Regions from separate parts of the Mus musculus genome. Here region 2 is linked to region 1. The links are chromatin contacts, called in public Hi-C maps. All regions are on one chromosome and are shown on one strand. Each heading gives the region's core, a stretch centred on a gene start, on an enhancer-like site or on the middle of the called end of the contact. The rest is flanking DNA. Distances are from core to core; before and after follow the strand shown. Region 1 has its middle 17 kb from the start of 4933409F18Rik. Region 2 has its middle 95 kb from the start of Gm4166.

The links. Hi-C and Micro-C count contacts between places; a contact is called where the count stands out from the background.
Region 2: a contact with region 1 is called in a Hi-C map of the N1E-115 cell line, with 2.6 times the contacts expected there. The contact joins two enhancer-like sites. A contact is called at or near these places in 1 of 484 Hi-C or Micro-C datasets (the N1E-115 cell line) and 2 of 115 datasets of contacts at active chromatin or transcription factors (differentiating embryonic stem cells and embryonic stem cells).

Annotation. Positions count from the first base shown.
Region 1 is chr12:26,848,166-26,855,001 of GRCm38.p6, forward strand. No RefSeq gene overlaps it. Among named protein-coding and RNA genes, the nearest start is that of 4933409F18Rik, 17 kb to the left of the region's middle. Within about 2 kb of position 1,611, at least 4 of the 459 cell types and tissues checked have an H3K27ac peak or open chromatin away from gene starts, as enhancers often do. A contact at or near this core is called in the N1E-115 cell line, where this site is marked.
Region 2 is chr12:27,499,900-27,506,170 of GRCm38.p6, forward strand. No RefSeq gene overlaps it. Among named protein-coding and RNA genes, the nearest start is that of Gm4166, 95 kb to the right of the region's middle. Within about 2 kb of position 3,297, at least 33 of the 459 cell types and tissues checked have an H3K27ac peak or open chromatin away from gene starts, as enhancers often do. A contact at or near this core is called in the N1E-115 cell line, where this site is marked.

The sequences.
Region 1 (6,836 bases), core at 361-2,860:
GCTGCCACTGCCATTGCCCCTGCTGGTGGCACTTCTCTCTTCCTTTACCATTGTGCAGGCAGCATACAGCATGGAGACCTTTTTAAGCCACACCTGGTAGTGTGATAAGCTAAACCCACAGAATGAGTAACAACTACATAAGACAAAATATGAGATTTCTTTTTTCTACACTTGCAAAAGTAAGTAACGGAGATATGATTGACAAGTCATAAAAGCCCTGACAGACAGAAACTGGTCACACCACGCAGACTTTAGTCAGATATCACTTTACAAAGAGAATGAAAACTATTTCATATTTATGGATCAATTGATAATTTGCTCACTTAAGGGCTATGTGATTTTATTCAAGACTTATTCATGATACGGGTGAAAATTATAATCTGTAGAGTAGCTAGAATGGGCTTGTTCTCTTTCGCCTATACTTCCCTGCAACACGGTTAGAAGAGGGGCTGGAGATAGCGCTGCTCAATAGCGAAGTGCACTTGCCGCTCTTGAAAAGGATCTGAGTTTGGTTCCCAGCACCCACATGTGGCTCACAAGCACCCTCATTTCCAGTTCCGGGGGACCCAAATCCTTCTGAACACCATGCACACATGTAGTGCACAGTCACGCAGGAAAGCACAATACTCATAAACATAAAAGAAAAATAACCCTAAAAAGGATGTTTTAGAAATAGAAGTTCTTTTAGACTCCAACATTCAGTTGTCTCATTCGTTTTATGTAGTACACTTAACCATCTTTATCTTGATAAGAAATAGAGTTTGAACAACCTATCCATCTTTATTGTTTAAAAGGGATATAGAAAAACCTTCAAATTGTTATGAGTATTTTTAATGTCTCAGCCTGTTTATCTATCTTTCTCACTAGGAAGTGATTTTTGGGAAGCTTTATGGTGAGTTGGGTAGTCTCTATAAGTGTGATCTGTAATCAACTATGAGATACTCTTCAGGGTGGTTCTTCCTGAAAAGATTGGTTGAGGTAGGGCAACCCACAGTGGGCAGCATATTCCAGCAATGGTCTGGAAAGAAGGAGGCCCAAGAAAAAAGTGATTGCTTTTTGCTTGCTTGCTTCATCTCTTGCTAGTAAATGCCTCCTCTGTGTTGCTGGTATTTCAGTCACTACTACTCCTGCTGAATTCCTTTGCAGACATCCACATTGAGTTTCTTTGGGGTCCACAAGGATTTGAGGACGAGTAACCCTCAAAAGCATCAGTGTCAGGTAGAGCCTGTGAGGCATACAGCTCTATGGACTGGACACTACTGGGTTCTGAACTTCTGCAGTGTACATGTAGTCATAGTTGCACTACACAGACATTATCATGTAAGCCACTGTAATAAATCCCCTTTTGATATGTATTCATTCTGTTGGGAAAAACCCTCACAATCCCCAAAGATACTTTTAAACTATGTTTTATACATTATTCCATGGTGCTGTTCACAATCTTCTTGGATCAGTGTGTGGATTTCTCAGCATTGCCATTTTCTACTAGAATTGTGGATCAGTGAGAGAAGTACCTCTGATGCAGGAGGTCATGCTTCCAGCATGGTGCAGGGATGAAGTGATGCAGGGAGGGGGTAATGCAGATATGTGATGCAGAAACCGATGGAACTACCCTCGTGGTCTAGGGACCTTTGTTCTCGAAAACTAATGGAGGCTGGCCATCAATCTCTTGCCCTCCTGGGCATGCTCATTTGTGATGTGCTGATGAGCAAATGAATAATAAATAACAACAAGTACTCCAAAAGTGGAGAGCTATTCCTAGAGACTGGCAGAAATACAGGTTAGGAGCTGGTGTAGTCTGGGGCTTAACCAACTTAAATCTCCAACAGAAAACCATAGAAGGAAAAAATGTTCTTCTAGTAATTGTGGCTGAGAATTGTCTGTCTCCTGGGAGAATTTGGTGACAGTGGCTCTGCTGAATTTCAAAGGCTATTACATCAATTACATTAAAAGAGCAAAGAACGCTGGTGATTGTCAGTGGCTGCATTCTGCATGTCAGAAAATGTGAGTGGTGTGAGAAGTGTCATTGGGTCACCAAGCAGAGCCAACCAAGGGGGATAATTAGTGAGGCTTGGTGATACTGTATGGAACTCCTGGGAAAAACAACTCAATGGGAGGAATTATTTATTCTGGCTTCCTGCTTTGGGAGGTGTCCCTCTATCATGATGGTTGGGAGAGCAGTTCACATCATTGTGTGGGAAAGGCACTAGTCCTCAGTGACCTCTTTCTATTGGCTATGCCCCACCTCCTAAAGTTTCCATCACCTTCAAAAAAGCAGGGCCATTAACTTGGCTACAGCTTTAAGCAAATGAATCTGTGGGAGAGCCTGTGTATTGAAGCTATAACAGTGGTACTGGTTCACTTCTGTTCTGGCCTTCCCTAATCCTTCTCAGTCTCAGACATTATAAATGAGAAGGTTAAAGGCAGTGTTCCTTAGAGGACGTCTCTGGTCCCCACTAATTGCCTGCGCTTTGTGCCACTATATGCTTTGTAGAAGGCTTGTTGGCCATAGTCTGATGGAAACTGCTTTTCATATGAAGGAGATGAGAGAGGCAAAGCTTGGGTTTCTGTTGTATTTTCACGGAGTGAGGAATGTGAGCACCAATGTCAAGGTCAAAGAGCAGTCAGCACTGTTGTGTGAGATCTCAGGAAGACATATTTACCTGGAAAGGTTGGGTTAGGGAAACCACCTTGCTCATGTGTTTCCTTCATCATCTATGAGAAATGTTCATGGTGTTTCTGTGCCTCAGGTCTCTTTATCTTCATTTTAAGAGCAGTATCACTTAATTTACAGAATAGTCCTGAAAGTAGGACAGTCCTGGACATATGAAACCACAAAATCCTCTTAAAAAATAATTCTGTAATTGGCATATATTCATCATGCACAGTTTCATAAAGTTGCTTTTACACAAATATTAGGTACTCTGAGCATGCCCCCTACCCCTACCCTTTCTATCTTCACATTTCTCACTCCCATTAGTTCCCCCCTTGTTTCCCTATACAGCATCACCTCTACTTCTACATCCAATATGCACACACATGGTTTCATGTGTGTTATTTGCATTATGGAGCAAGTCTTAGTCAGGGGGAACAGATCTGAGACTGAGGCTGTCCTCTGCATCCTACTCTCAGATTCCCTCCCCTTCAGAACTGTACCCCTAAGATGCTTGGCTCCCTCCACTCCTCTGGCCTAGAGTCTCAGGGAACTTATGGATGAGACCCTCTCTGGTGGTTCTATAAACTCCGTGTCCTCCCAGATGTACTCACAAGCCCCTCCCTGGTGCTGCTTCTCATCTGATAGATGTTTGGGATCAGTGATCAGATCATTCGGCTCAACTTCCAGCCTACACCGAGACCTGCTGCCTTGGCTTGGCTTGGTCAGACTGTCCAACCCAAGCAGGACACATCTCCACTGACCCTTTGACCAAAGGCTTCCTCTTCATAGGATACCACGACACATAGAAAATGGTCTTTAGAACAAGAGATAAATATAATTAACTACATTGGTGTTTTCAAGCCATACATAGATGAATGGATAATACTAATAATATAATTGAAGTGAAATATATTCACAGCTTGGGTTAACTTGGTGAATCAAAAGAAATTAATACATGGTGATAAGATTATTGCTCATTTATATTGTCTTTGTGATCCACTGTTATTTTCCAGTTCTAAAAGGTAACCTTGACAATCTGAAACAGAAAAGATAACAGAGGAGCGTATTGGGGAGAAATCAAAAGGAGAACATTGCCTAAACCCTTGGGTTCTTACCAACCTTCCCCCATTCATTAGAATGAAACTTTTAACCGGAATGGCAGAGAGGCCTTTCTTTCCTTCTTTCCTTCCTTCCTTCCTTCCTTCCTTCCTTCCTTCCTTCCTTCCTTCTTTCTTTCTTTCTTTCTTTCTTTCTTTCTTTCTTTCTTTCTTTCTTTCTTTCTTTCTTTCTTTCTTTCTTTCTTTCTTTCTTTCTTTCTCTCTCTCTCTCCCTCCCTCCCTCCCTCCCTCCCTCCCTCCCTCTCTTCTCTCTCCTTCCCTCCCTCTCTCTCTCTTCTCTCTCCCTCCCTCTCTCTCTCTTCTCTCTCCCTCCCTCTCTCTGTCCCCTCTCTCTTTCTTTTTCTTTCTTTCTTTCTTTCTTTCTTTCTTTCTTTCTTTCTTTCTTTCTTTCTTTCTTTCTTTCTTTCTTTCTTTCTTTCTTTCTTTCTTTCTTTCTTTCTTTCATTAGATATTTTCTTTATTTACATTTCAAATGTTATTCCCTTTCCTAGTTTCCCCTCTGAAAATCCCCTATCCCCTCCTCCGACCCCCTGCTCTCCAACCTACCCACTCCCATTCCTGGTCCTGGGATTCCCCTGTACTGGGGCATAGAGCCTTCACAGGACCAAGGGACTCCCGTCCCATTGATGAGTGACTAGGCCATCCTCTGCTACATATACAGCTAGAGCCACAAGTACCACCATGTGTTTTCTTTGATTGGTCTTTCAAAGAGCCTCTAGGAACTTTAGTATAATCTGTTGGGTGACTCTCATTCTATATGTAAAATAGAAGGGGAATGTTTGAAATTTTAATTCTTAGCCCTGCTCCATGCTCGAATATCATAATAGAAAGAGGGTGTAGGAGGAATGTGTCAGCTGACTTGAAAGTTTTCCAATCCACTCTCTTCCTGATTCAAATACCGTAGCAGTGTGTTTGTTCAGTGGTCACACAACAGCTCCGGTCTTCAGTTCTTCAAAGATGCACAAGGTTACTCTAGTTCAAAAAACAAAAACAAAAACAAAAAAACAAAGCTAGCTCTAAGTCCCAGCAACAAAATGGGCATTGCCTATTAGAATAAGAAGAACAAGATATCTTGCAAAGATTATATGCCCCAGTACAGGGGAATGCAAGGGCCAGGAAGCGGGAGTGTGTAGATTGGGGAGCAAGGCAGGGGAGGGTATAGGGGACTTTCGGAGAGGAAACTAAGAAAGGGGTTAGCATTTGAAGTGTAAATGAAGAAAATATAATAATAATAATAACAACAATAATAATAATACTAAAAGGAAGCACAAGATAAAGCCTTCCATGGGTGCTTATAGAGATGGTGAGCTCAATGGAGCCATCTTTGATCATTGAGCCAGTATGGATCTGTGTTTGGGAAAATTCTCAAAATAGAGTTCTAAGCATCACAGGTTGCACTTTGTCACCTGGAGCTCTCTGCATTCTGAGGGATGGGGACCTCTGACTGTCCTTCATCCTTTAGGTGAGCTCTTTAGCCCTGTCAATCACTTAAGCTCTAACTTCTGTGCAGTTAGTTAACTCTTGTGACAGATTATCTTGGCATCTTTATCATCTCCACCCTGACTAGTATTGTAAAATGTATGACAGAAAACTTACTGCAGACAGAAACTGAATGTAAGATGCTCATCAGAGTACACTGGCAACCTGCTCTAAGGACAAGGTAGGTAGGAGGTGAGAGTTAAGTTGAGCTACATTTCATGTGCTTCTGAGATTCATGTTTGGATTTGAGTCCTTGGTCAGCGACACCCACCCCTGGAAGACTCAGGGTTAAGGTTTCTCCCAGAGGGGAGAGACCTAAGACTTGCTGCCCTAGGCTCCTTTGGGGCTCATGTGTATGTCAACTAGGCTGTTCTGCCTCCTAGACACATCTGTCTCTGGCTTCCTGTTTAATGCTACGGAAGCATGGGGGTGCAGGCTTTACATGATTAAGCTCCCTTCTTCTACCTCCAGAAAGATAGGCTTGAGAATCCAGCCACACTACGCCAGTGTCTGGAAGCACCAACTTTCAACATCCTGCACATAGTACCCAACACTCAATACCCAGCATCCCGTGCCTAGCTTATACTTAGAGTTTTTCAGCCATTCATGTACTCTGTTTCTGAGCCCTGTCTTCCCATGTACTCTGTCTGCTGCTTACTCTCCAGTCTCTGTTTTATAAGGTATATAAGTTAAGTCATCGAAGTAGGTACCCAAGGTTAAGACCAAGAGTTCTGGGACCATGAAACTCAGGCTGGGGGACTCCAGACTAAGCACAGATTCTCTGCCCACATTCTATCTGCTGTGATATACATGTACAGTACTTAACACTTATTTACTTGCTTATATACTAAATCTACTAAGCAAAGGGTCAAAAGCAGATCAAATTTGGAAGCTGCAGAGGAGCAGAAAGAACAGGGCAATGTCTCCTGGTCTCCAATAGTACTCTCATTCCACAAATCAATATCCTGGCATACACAGTACCTGGATCAGCTATTTTAACATTTTAAGTTCATTAACATCTCACTTTCACAAGTGTACACCAATAATGCAAACCATTTGTCTGATTTATTTATTTATTTATTTATTTATTATTTATTTATTTAATTTTTGAGCATCTACTGTTGCTAGACATGATCTGGAACACTTTTGTCTACACACACACACACACACACACACACACACACACACATCCCCTCACATGTGCACTGAGGAGGACTTAGACAAGCTTCCACCTTTAGCAGTTTTGTCTCTGCAGCACACCATGGACTCTGAGGCCATGCCCTCATTCTCTGTCCTTCAGTCTCTGCTGTAGTGAATGTGCCCGGCAGGTATGCCCCACCTTGCCTGCTCTATCTGACAGTAATCTGTGAGGAGGGAAATATTTTGAACTTACAGATCCAAAATCACAGTCATAGCCTACTAACCAGCTTGAGTGACTAGGAATTGACCTTTTAATTATGTTGAGTTTAATTGATTACAAAGTCACATGATCACCAGGGTCTCCCTTAGTGGACATTGCAGCTGAACAACATTCATAGAGTTTCTTCTATTCAGTGTCTTTTTCTGTTTTCAATTTCCAGGCT
Region 2 (6,271 bases), core at 2,047-4,546, 650 kb after region 1:
TAGAACTCCCAGGTCAGTGGAAGGAGGCAGGGGTGCATAGCTTCTTTTCTCCTTTCCTCATTCTTTTACAGTCCCAGATCCCAGCACATGAATGAATTGGTGCTCCCCAAATTCAGGTGGGGAGTTCTCTCAGTTAAGCATCTCTGGAAACACCCTCACCTCAAAGCTGTGCTCTAGAAATTTTTAATCCAATAAGATTGACAATAAAAATCCAGCATTAAATAATGAAAAAAAATTTTTTTCAGCGATGTCTCGAGGGGCTGAAGATGTAGCCTAGTAGGTAGAGTCGTTGTCAAGCAATGGGTAGCTCAGCTTCTAGTGTTTGCTGAGTGTGTATCAAGACCCAGGTACAAATACCGTACAAAGTAGACGTGGTGCAGCACTTTAGTTATCTCAGCCCCTGGGAGGTGCAGGCAGCAGGGGATTCAGAAGTTTAAGGTTATTCTCAAGTGTTTAGCAAAACTGAAGTGAGTCTGAGCTACGTAAGACCCTGTTTCAAATACAGTAACTATAAAATGATATTTAAAATATCTTGAAACGTGACATCAGAACACACAGGAATTTATACTGGTCTCCTTGGACTTCTTGGAAACCCCAACTTGCCCTTTCCATTGGCTGAGATTCTCTGGGTGTGACCCGCAAGATGGTGAAGAATTTGGAAGCCCCTTTATCTCCAAACATCTAGCATAATTGAGCTTTAAGTTTCTGCTTAGTCTTCACACTCTTGTCTGTCTCCAGAATGTAATTTGAACCCTGCCTGGGAAGGTCTGAGCTGCTGCAAGGATGACGTCATGGTTGGGTTGGGTTGGTTTCCACTCATCTTGAATTATTGCTGCAGCAGAGGGAGCCTCGTTAGAAAAAAAGGGGTGGGGGGAGGTCTTCAGCCAAGGGCTGACCACGTCCCAGTCCAGATGCCCCCGAACAGTGGGGTCAGAAATGAGAATCCCTCCAAGGACCCCCTGGGTGGCTGGCAGAATCTGCTTAACTAGCAGCAACCCCCTAGACTCATCTCTAGAGCCCAGCAAAGCAATCCTCCTCCAGTCTCTCTTGCTGCCCCTGTAGGCCCAAGTGTTTGCTCCCTCAAACTAATGTCAGGGCCCAAAGTACACCGAAGCTATAGTTGGCTTTTCCTGGGTGTTTGTCTGAGCTGTGTACGATAGATTGGCTGATAGAAGCTGCAACCATCTGGCTCCTGGAACCTCTGGAAATCCCCAAGGCCCCTGGGGACATTGGGACTCTGTTTTTTCCCATATTTGTTTTTCTTTTCACCTAAGAGCACTCGAGTTAATTAGACCCCAATTAAGCCACAGTGAATATCTAGATCTTGTTCACTCCTGACTCAGGAACAAAGTCACAGGTGGCCCTGGATCTTGATCTCAGATTGCAGAAAGGAAGGAAACAGCCTTCCTATGGATTTCAGCCGGGTGGCCTATTCAGCACAGGTTTTTAGAGCATGAAGCATACATTTGCCACTTTTTTTTTTCTGTGATGGACAATTATTTTTATCTATACTTAGCTTATTTATATTGCAATTGAGATGGGTAATTCTACCTGTGGACTACTGTTCTAAGTGGACAGAGAAAAGCTCTGTTAGTGAGCCAGGGTCTCTTGGATCGATAGCACTAGGAACCTGGCAGAATCCCATCTGCTAAATATTATTGATACACATCTTGAGTCCCCTTCTCTCTCTGGATGGTGCCAGCAGTGGTTGTAATTTTTATTTTATTTTATTTTTTTATTTTCTACATAAAATGTCCTTGAGGGCTAGGGAGATAGCTCAATCCTTAAAGTATCTGACAAGCAAACATGATGATCTTAATTCCTTACCAAGTATCCATATACAGTGGCACCCATCTGTAATCCCAGTGCTAGGGAGGCAGAGCCCTGAAGCTCAATGGTCAGCCAGCTTCATTGAATCAGTGAGCTCCAGGTTCTCTTGAATCAAAACCATGTAAAGTAGAGAGCAGTTGTGGAAGAGATTCTGGCCTCAGTATATATGTGCACATATGCATGTTGGCACTGCGTGCGCGCGCACACACACACACACACACACACACACACACACACACACACACACACACACAGGTAGAGGAGGGTAACCTGGACACCTGAGCATGTATATGTATTACATAGACACATATACAATGGTGGACAAGTACATTTAAGGCATTTACCTAAAAATACATTTTCTATTTTATGTATACAAATGCAAATATATTTAAATTGTACTATGATAAGATTAGAACTTTTAGGTTCAGAATATGAATAGGTTGCCTGATACTAAGTGATTTTACTCTAACAAATAAGCAAGTGTGTGTGTGTGTGTGTGCGCGCGCGTGCGTCGTATGATCACTTAATCTTTCCTGCTCAATGGAATGCAGATGCAGAGCTACTGAGAAAACCCCCCACACATTATGTCACATATTGAGAGATGCATTCTGAGAAAGTATTCATGTATTGTAGACTTTAGAATCCACTACCTGTTAGGTAACTTTGTAATTCCAGTGTGAATGACATCTTTACATTTACACAGCACTAGAAAAAAAAAAAACACAGCAGTTCTTACAGCACACACAAGTGATGCACCTTCAATTTTCACAGAGAAAATGACATTCTAAAAGCATAAAATATACTGATTTTCCAAATCCTAATCCATGATTAGATGGGAGTCTGTCTCCTAGGAAATATGCAAATGGAGAGGAAACAGGAGTAAAATCCTGCTGCAGAATCAAGCCTGACAGAGAATCATAAAAGAACAAGCTTCACTGAAAAATGGTCGAGGAGCAGCTCTCCCTTGCTTCAACTTCACCTGTTTATGAACCTGCTCCAGCAGAAGGCTGTTCCCTCCCTCCCTCTGTGCCCCAGGCTCACGTAATCTGGACCCAAGAATCATCTCCAGACAATTGTGGCTGCAACTTTACACCTCCCCCAATGCCAGGGTAGAAAATTTGGCCCACCCCAATGACACACCACTAATTAAGCTGGAGCACAGAGCCTGCTTGCAGAGAGCAGTGGTGTCGACAACCGGCCTCCAGGGGATAGAGTTTCGAACTGCTGTCAGCAGCCGTCCACATCTGGGCCCTTAAAGGGGAAGGAGCCACAAACATCTGCCAAGATACCAGGCCAGGAAGGCCTCTCTGATGTGTAAAGACTGCACTTGTTGGCTTTCTGCATTCTTGCCTGCAGGATTTTGGAAGCCCCTATAGCAAGCTACCTGTCCAGGCAAAGGTGGAACCAGAAGACAGGCAGTCCCTCCTTCAACTGCTGAGAAGAGGGAAGGGCTGAGGATCTCTTGGCTTCCAGGCGTACTAGGCTCCCCCTGGTCTTCAGAGCTATTACTGCAGGAGGTTGGCTTTATTCAGGACTCCTGATGGCTCCCCCACCCCCCCTCAGGCTTTTGTAAAAACCACAGGGTGGGGCCTAGCTTTAGTCCTTAAACTGCAGCCCTTAAGCTCTAGGAGTTTGCCAGGCAAGGGAGCCTGCAGGGTGGGAGTGGAGGGTGAGATACTCTTAGAGGGTGTATATGTGCTCAGGGGCAGAAACACTTCCCTCCCCTCCAGAATGAAGTTTGCTTCAAACAATTGACTGCAAAAGGAGTTCCCTTACTACTTTTATAAGGAGTTCAAGCTGGGCCAGGCCCAAGGTTTGTGATCTCTGGGAATCTCAAGGAAGATCAGGAGTTCAAGGTAGCCTTTGCAACTTAGCAAAGACCTGCTTTAAAATAAAAAGTAGAAGACAGGCTGGGTAGAAGGCTCAGCTGTTAGGAGAGCTGGCTGCTCTTGCAGAGTGACCCAGGTTTGAGTCCCTGTACCATTGCTCATGACTACCTATAGCTGTAGTTCCAGGGGATCTGATGCTTTCTGGCCTCTGGAGGCACCAGGCACACAGTGGTGCACAGACATATATGCAGCCAAAGCACCCATACACGTAAGATAAAAATAAATGCCCCCCCCCTTTAATAGTAAAAGGAGAGCTGAATGACATAGTTCACAGAATAGTTGCTGCTTAGCAGGAACAAAGACTTGGGTTACACCCTCAGTGTTACACAAGAAAAGGAAAAATCAAATCTTGGAAAAAGTAAGTCTTCCATTTTCAGTAGAGAACTGTAATCTATAATTTTTGCCAACTTCTTTTTTTTTAAAAAAAGAAAACAGAGAGACTCCTGTAAAGAATGAATGCTGATCTAGATCTGGACTGGGTCACTCCCTTTGGGAGTATTTTTTATGCAGATTGAGACCAGCATATGGCTGCAAGTCATTAAAAAATAGATTAGACATCAATGTAGAAAACATGAATAATAATGTATGTACTACGAGGGCTGAGGGCTGTAAAAAATCTATCCATTATTCAGAAATTGTTATGCAGACTGTATCTAGAACAAGCCCCTCTGTGGGAAAGATGGGGAACTCTTCAGGCAGACTTCAAGCACCCGGTAGGATAGGTGCATGTATGTTTTTAGTATTTCCTACTATTAAAATATATGCCAGCAATACATTGGCTTTTGTCAGTGTACATGTGTTTGTAAGACACAGGAATGGTGTCAGCTAAGTTGTTACTCTGATCCAGTCTGAGAGACTATTGAAATTTATTCTTTTTCTTTTCTTTTTAGACTTTTCAGTTTCTTCTTCCCCTCTGTTTTTCATCCTCCCTCTCGCTAATTATTTATTATGTGAGGACATGTATATTAAGAAATCTCAAAATAACTTCTTGTTCAGATTAGAATATAAACAGCTGACATTAGTTTTTTTTTAGTACATGAAAAAACAAAACAAAAGAAAACAAAACAAACCCAACCCAGGTTCAAATCCCACTTCTACAGGTTCTTTGTGTGACCTCACTACATGATATCCTCACCAGGAAGTAAAAGTAATGACATTTGTCCTATCCCTCAGTGGAAATGACATAAAGGTGGCTAAAGTTGTTAGAAAACTATCTGAAACATGGAATTTTATGGAAGTATTTAGGTATACTGGCACCTGCAGGTTGGCAGTGAAGGGCAAGACAACGTAAGGTGAACATTTGGGAGTCAGCTAGCTTTCTCCAGCTCTCATAGGGGAGTGCTGAGTCCAAGGCTCAACAGAAAAGCAGATTAGTTGTACAACAGGCAAGAGCTCAGGAGAGCTGAACCCCGTATGTGCACACATGCTCTTACAAATGTCTTGTTAAAAGGCTTACTTAGCTCTTGTGACAAAAGAAATGGCACCATGGATATATTTCCAGTTGTGGATGTTGGAGGAAGCATGGAGTTATGAAGATATGGAGAAGCGTCTCCAGAGAGATGTTCTCTAGTCTGCCCTGTAAGGCACAAGGAGGGCCCCTAAGCTGGTTCCTACAGCAGCCATTTGTTAGTTTGAGGGCACATTCCAGTTATTTCTCTGCGCTGGAGGCCACAGATCCCAAAACCAAGGTGTTGGCATGTACGTTCTTTCTCAGAGAAGCTTCTGAGCTTCTACTGAGCTCCTGCTGGCTATAAAAGACCCTGTGAACTCCTCAGCTTGTGTGCATATCACTACAGTTTCTGCTTTTGCTAGTGCATGATACCTCTATTGAGAAGATACCCTGGCTGCCTGCCCTGATGCTGGTCACTGTCTTAGGGCCCACAGTTCTTTGGCATGCTCAAATGGAAGGAGATCCTCTCTACTGAGACCCTACTGAAGTTGAGGTGAATTTCTTAGGTTCCAGATTTGGGACTTCAGCTCATGTTTCCAGGAAGGCACAATTCAAGGGAAGCACCAGAAAACACAGAGAAATCTCCTACTCTTTATAGCATCTATTGAATCAGCAGCTTTAGAAGCTAAGACAGCAACCTGCCTTTCTGAACATTCAGAGTCGGGCTCCCCTCAAAGCATTTCTGGCTCAGGGAGAAAGTACAGAGAAAACAGAAGGAAATTGTACACTCGGATCAATGCAGAAGGAGGAAATGACAGAGAGGGTCAGTGACTTCCTCAGCATCTTTGGGTAGACTCAACGTGATCAAGTTATTATAAAATAAGATTTAATTATAAGATTTATTAGGAAAAGCAAGGGAGCCAGGGCAAGGTGTAGAATGCCTGACACAGCTGAAGAAGTCACTGATTTCTGCCTCCTTTGTTGATGAGCCTTCCCATTTTGAGCTCTCTCTCTCTCTCTCCCTCATGTACTCTCCTTTTCTATCCCTTGTCCTTGTCTTCCCATTTCCCACCCACCCTCATCTCTCTGCTTCCTTCTTCCTCACCCCACCCCCACCCCCAGTAATCATTCGCACCACCAGTAAGCTTGGGACCATCTCTCA